Linked DNA regions of Mus musculus: region 2 is linked to region 1. A link is a contact called in public ChIA-PET data. All regions are on one chromosome and are shown on one strand. Each heading gives the region's core, a stretch centred on a gene start, on an enhancer-like site or on the middle of the called end of the contact. The rest is flanking DNA. Distances are from core to core; before and after follow the strand shown.

Region 1 (2,700 bases), core at 87-2,586:
TTCAATTCCGTGTCCTCTGCTGTCTATCAATCTATCAAAGAACTGCTAAAGCCTACCGCCAAAAAGCATATCAAAGGCTGAAATGCACCAGTGATAAAACCGACCCATTACTGCTTATCTGTATCGCTTAACACCAACATTCCCTTAACTAGACAGATCAGTTATCAAAGCCTTTCTAATATTGAATCTTTAGCAACCCAAGACAGAGCAATCTATACTTTCCCAACAAGATGGACTCACAATACTCAGGAAGTTAACAATAAACTAGTGGAATATAATCTTTTCAGTTTCATGATGATCTACAGAATATCCTACTGACTGAGAATTTGGTGATTAGTCAGGGAGTAGGGCCCTAATTATTTTGGAAAGTGAGACTAAAGGCCAGTTAATTTTGAAAAGGTACAGAGAAAAAAAGCTCCATGTAGATTTATAGGGTTAATAATTAATTACATGTCTAAAGCTTATTATAACTGCTAACACTGAAATCATGATTTTGGATCTTTAGGGTAGGAGGGTTTCTTAGCAAAGTACTGAAATTGGTATCCTAAGAGGTATAAATCACTGCACACAAACTGTATCCCAGCCTCTGCACAAGAGAAGGTTTGTAACCCAGAGCTTGGGCTTAAGCTTCCTTACATACTTACACCCAACTAGGCACTCCAGAGGAAATGAAGGAAAGCCAGAGAACGCTGGATTCCCTAAAGGAAGCTGCTCATCTGTCACCCAAAGCCCAGACACCCAGCCGTGTGAGCTGTCAGTTTAACCCCAATTATACATTGCTGACATGATACTGAGACAGTGTCGACCAACTCCAGTTTCCTTGTTAACAGGAGGATGTTATTCATGACTTTCTCTAACAATGCTCTCATGCACATAGAATCTACATCCTCTGAAGATTCTCTTTAATGAAACTCTTCAGCCATTCCTTCTCCCAAATGACAACAAAAGCAACCCCACAACATAAAAACAGCTACTCATTTCCCCACGGTCCTGTGCAGTCAGTTTTTATATAAGATCCACTCTATTTGCTGTGAATGAGAGGCCACCCTCCAGTCCAGCCCCCTCACCCCCCAATTCAGGACCACCCTTGTGCACTCACTCTCAGCCTGCATGTGATTGAGATGGTATGGTAACTACCTCTGGTGACAGGGGCTTAGGCCTATGTGCAGGGGAACCCTCAGGGGAGGAGATGTTCTAGAGGAGGAAAAAGTATCTTGTTATTTATCTTCTCAGAGTCAAGAAGCAAAACAGAAAGTAACGATAAGCATGGCTGTTTGCCACACTTTTTAGGGAGGGATTTGGTGGTGAGGATGGTTAATGTTTATGCATATGGTAAATGTTTAACTGCAGAACTCACTTCCACAAAGTGGTTAGTTCAGCTAAATGCTTCCTGGTACCTTAGAAAGGACTTATAATGTTTCATGCTATCAATGAACACCTCAATTAGAACTCAGGAAAGAATTAGGTGAATCATTTTAGAGGGCTCACAGTGTTTCTTATGGTGGGGCACAACCTACTCCTTATTCTTCCTAGAGGAACTCTGTTTCTTCACCCCATACTTCCTCTGATTATAATCTTTCTTTTCTTTATTCTCTTACTAGCTTTAGGGGTATACCTGTGAACTATGATCAGTTCCTCTCAAGTGACTGTTATACACCTGCACACATCTAACAGAGTTAAAAATCCATTGTACTTACTGGATCACAAAACAAACAAAGCACCCTCCCACCCCAATACCATGTATATGTGTATTTTTTCTGTGACTTTCATAGGACAGAACATTTTGCTGAGGTAATACCTCTCTAACACATGGGAACTGGAGAGTGAGCTCTTGAGGTGATGGTGTGAAGGGTAACATGAAAGTGATGATAGCAGCTATGACAAGGACTCTGTACCAGGCACTGGGGAAAAGGGAAAGTTCTCAATATACAGACTATCAACAACTGAGGCCCAGAAAACAGACGTGGGCTATGCTATGCTAGGATATATAAATGGAGCTGCTTCAGCAAAACAAGGTGGATAGCAATGTTTTAGAATGGGGAGGGTGCTGGGTGTACAAAGCACAGGGCTCTTGTTTTCCTTCTTCTAGATTCTTTCCCCTCCTTCTCTGTGACTGTGTACCTCATCCCCTCAGTTCTAGATATGAACACGCTTCTTATTCAAGGTTTTTCCTTTCCACTTGGAGCTGGTTTTACTCCTGACACTTATTGATATTTCACTGCTACTTTATTTTTCACAAATTTTTAAAAATACTATTTTTACTTTAGGTGTACAAGTGGTTTGCCTTCCTGTGTGCCTGTGTAAAACATGCACACAATGCCAGGAAATGTCAGAAGAGGGCATTAAATCCCTAGAGACTAGAGTAACAGATAGCTGTGAGGAACCATATGGGTGTTATGGGAATTAAAAATTGGGTTCTCTGAAAGAATGGCCAGTGCTCTTAATGGCAGTCATCACTCTAGCCTGCATTTTAATATTTTTTTTTTAGCTTTTTTTGGTTTTGTTTTGGTTTTTTGAGACAGGGTTTCTCTGTGTAGCCCTGGCTGGCCTTGAACTCAGAAATCCACCTGTCTCTGCCTCCCGAGTGCTGGAATTAAAGGTGTGCGCCACCACGCCCAGCTCTTTTTAACGTTTAACAGACAAGTTTATTTCAACATTTTCTTCTTTCAAATAATAATTTTATGTTTAAAAAACAATATG
Region 2 (2,708 bases), core at 67-2,566, 510 kb before region 1:
AAAACAAAACAAACAAACAAACAAACAAACAAACAAAAAACCAGAGAGAGACGTAAGCAGAGGCTAGAGAGATGGGTGAACAGTTAAGAACACTTGTTGTTCTTCCAGAGGCCGTGGGTTTAATTCTCAGTTCACAACTGTCTGTAACCACAGCTCCAGTAAATCTGACGCCCTCTTTTGGCCTCTGTGGGTACTGCTCACACATGGTACACATACATACATACATACATACATACATACATACAGGCAAAACACTCATACACATAAAGTAAAATAAAAATAAATATTACTTTTTGAGATAGGGTTTCTCTAAGTAGCCATGGCTGTTCCAGAACTATCTCTGTAGAAAAAGGCTGGCCTCAAACTCAGAGATCTGCCTGCCTATATAACACAGCGGCAAATCCCAGCGCTGTTCATTGGGCCAGAGGGGATTCCAGAACTGACATCAGAGTCCTCATTCTATGAACACATTCTGGTAATTCTACCTTCCCAAGTGCTGGGATTAAAGGCGTGCACCATAATAACTGACTCTAAATAGAAAATGTAAAAGAGACAGAGACAGGCATGGCCTACCTCCTAACTGCTTCATACCTAGATGCCCAGAGAGCCCGGCCCCGCCCAAGTTTCAAAGACTCACTGTGATTCATTCACTTACAGCATTGGAGACAGGGTCTCTGCTTGAGAGAAATGGCTGAGTCAATTTCCAGCACTCGGGATGAGGTGGGAATCAACTAATTCACAAAGTGGGAAGACTCGTATGCAAATGAGAAACTCGAAGGGAGGAAATTCTTTTGAGGCCAAGGTCCAAAAGGTGATGGGGACTGGCCTCTGGAAGAATACAAGAATGTTTGGGAAAGACCAGAGTCCAGGGAACAGCATGTGCAAAGGTCCTGGGGCATTTTGATAAGTTTCATCAAAGAAAGAAAGACCTTAGTGGCTGGGCTGAAGGAAGAGGCAGATAGATGGTAGAGGTAAGGTCAAAAAACTGGGCAGGAGTGAGGCTGTGTGGGGCTTTGGAGGGTTAGATGGAACCTTGCCAAAATCCCCTTGAACCGATGTCACCTGGAGCTGTGACCCACTTGCCCCTCTCATATCCCAGTCTCCCTTGCAATTAGATTGAAGCCATTGAAGGCAAGGTCCCAGCTAACCAGGAACAAAAAGCCAACGAGTCTCTTCCATTGCCTCCCCTGTCACAGCGACCCCAAGTCAAGGACACAGGAGCTGTCCTTTCGCATGTTGCAGCTCATCTTGGGGGGAGGGGGGCGCGATTAGGTCACGCCTCTGACGCATCTGGCACTGACTCACGAAAACACTGAGGACAGCTGAGCCTTCTCACTTAGAGGAGCCGGGTGACCACAGCATGGTTCACAGTCACAGCCTGACAGGTGAACCCCCTGTGCCCCAGTTTAATTGTGCGGCACATGCCCCCCTATGTGCTCTCCCACCACTCTCCAAACCCACAGCGACTGTAGAAGGATCAGTTCGGGGAAGGAAATCAGGTGACCTGCCCCACACTAGCATCAGCACCCTAAAAAAAAACAGCGGCCACCTTTTTGAAGCTTCCTGCTATAAAAACAGAGTAAACAGAGGCTGAGACACTTGTTCCTTTGAAGTGTGGGACAGGGTCTCTTGTACCCAAGGATGACGGCAATGTAGCCAAGACCAGCTTTGAACTTCTGATCCTCCTGCCTCCACCTCTTGAGTGCCACCATACCTAAAGATGCCCGATTCCCCAAAGGGGAAACTTGAGACTTAACCTAACGACCTACCCAAATACAGATTAAGGTCAAGCTGACCTCGGTTTGTATCTTAGCCATTTACAAGGTAAGTGGCTTTGGGCAAGTCTCAGTTTCCACAGCTATAAAATGGGAGTAACTAAACTCATGAGGAAAGGTGCTTGCTGGGACATACTGGGTGCTAAGTCCCATTATTTTGGGTTCATAGACCCTGATGTCTCAGCCTGATACAGTGACAGCTTCCAGGACAGGTCCCTGATGCCACAGGGAGATGATCCTGATCCACACTCTATTGCTCCCTGAGGCTGTGAAAACATTAGAGAGGGCAAACACAGAAACTCTTAGACTATACATGGGAGCCCTCTCACCTACATGCGTGCAGCCTGGGCTCTATGAAGAGGAAGGGGTCACACTTCTCTACTTTGCTCAACAGCCACCCAAAGTCCCCTGTCCACAGAGCCCTGATCCAGGAAGGAAGTGACTCTGGCTCACACGCCAAAGCCAGAGTCTGAACAGTTAGAGTTGCACAAGCATGTCGTCCAGAAAACAACAAAGCTCATCGAGAAAATTCCAGACGGGGTTAGAGCTCGGCCACGCTGCTCTTCCCTACTGTGTGAGCATCCCACCTCAACACCCACAACAAGAAATCCACAAAAACCTGACAGGAAGATGGCAGCGGCCAATGGGAGAGAAATGCTTAGTCACCTCTCACATCCCTTCAGACCCCCGCGGGTCTCCCCCTACTCAGTTGACAGGCAGAACCCCTCAGCTACATGGGACCAGTACATTTTCATTTGATAAGTTGGTCTTGTCAACGTGGTGGGATTTAGAGTCACCACGGAGGCAAACCTTTCTCTGGGTGTACGTGTGAGGGGCTTTCTGATTTAGGTTAATTGAGGTATAAAGACACATCAGCATGCGGGCAGCACCGCCCCTTACGTTGGGGTCGTAGACTACACACACAGGCGCTGA

What was found. ChIA-PET counts read pairs in DNA pulled down with a chosen protein or histone mark.
Region 2: an RNA polymerase II ChIA-PET map of memory CD8 T cells shows a contact between it and region 1, with 12 read pairs. The contact joins two enhancer-like sites. A contact is called at or near these places in 2 of 115 datasets of contacts at active chromatin or transcription factors (memory CD8 T cells and pancreatic cancer cells).

What each region holds. Positions count from the first base shown.
Region 1 is chr6:113,140,512-113,143,211 of GRCm38.p6, reverse strand. The region is part of intron 17 of Setd5 (SET domain containing 5); the gene reads right to left. Among named protein-coding and RNA genes, the nearest start is that of Lhfpl4, 54 kb to the left of the region's middle. Within about 2 kb of position 1,336, at least 27 of the 459 cell types and tissues checked have an H3K27ac peak or open chromatin away from gene starts, as enhancers often do. A contact at or near this core is called in memory CD8 T cells, where this site is marked.
Region 2 is chr6:113,653,814-113,656,521 of GRCm38.p6, reverse strand. All of the region lies in intron 2 of Irak2 (interleukin-1 receptor-associated kinase 2), which reads right to left. Among named protein-coding and RNA genes, the nearest start is that of Irak2, 17 kb to the right of the region's middle. Within about 2 kb of position 1,316, at least 100 of the 459 cell types and tissues checked have an H3K27ac peak or open chromatin away from gene starts, as enhancers often do. A contact at or near this core is called in memory CD8 T cells, where this site is marked.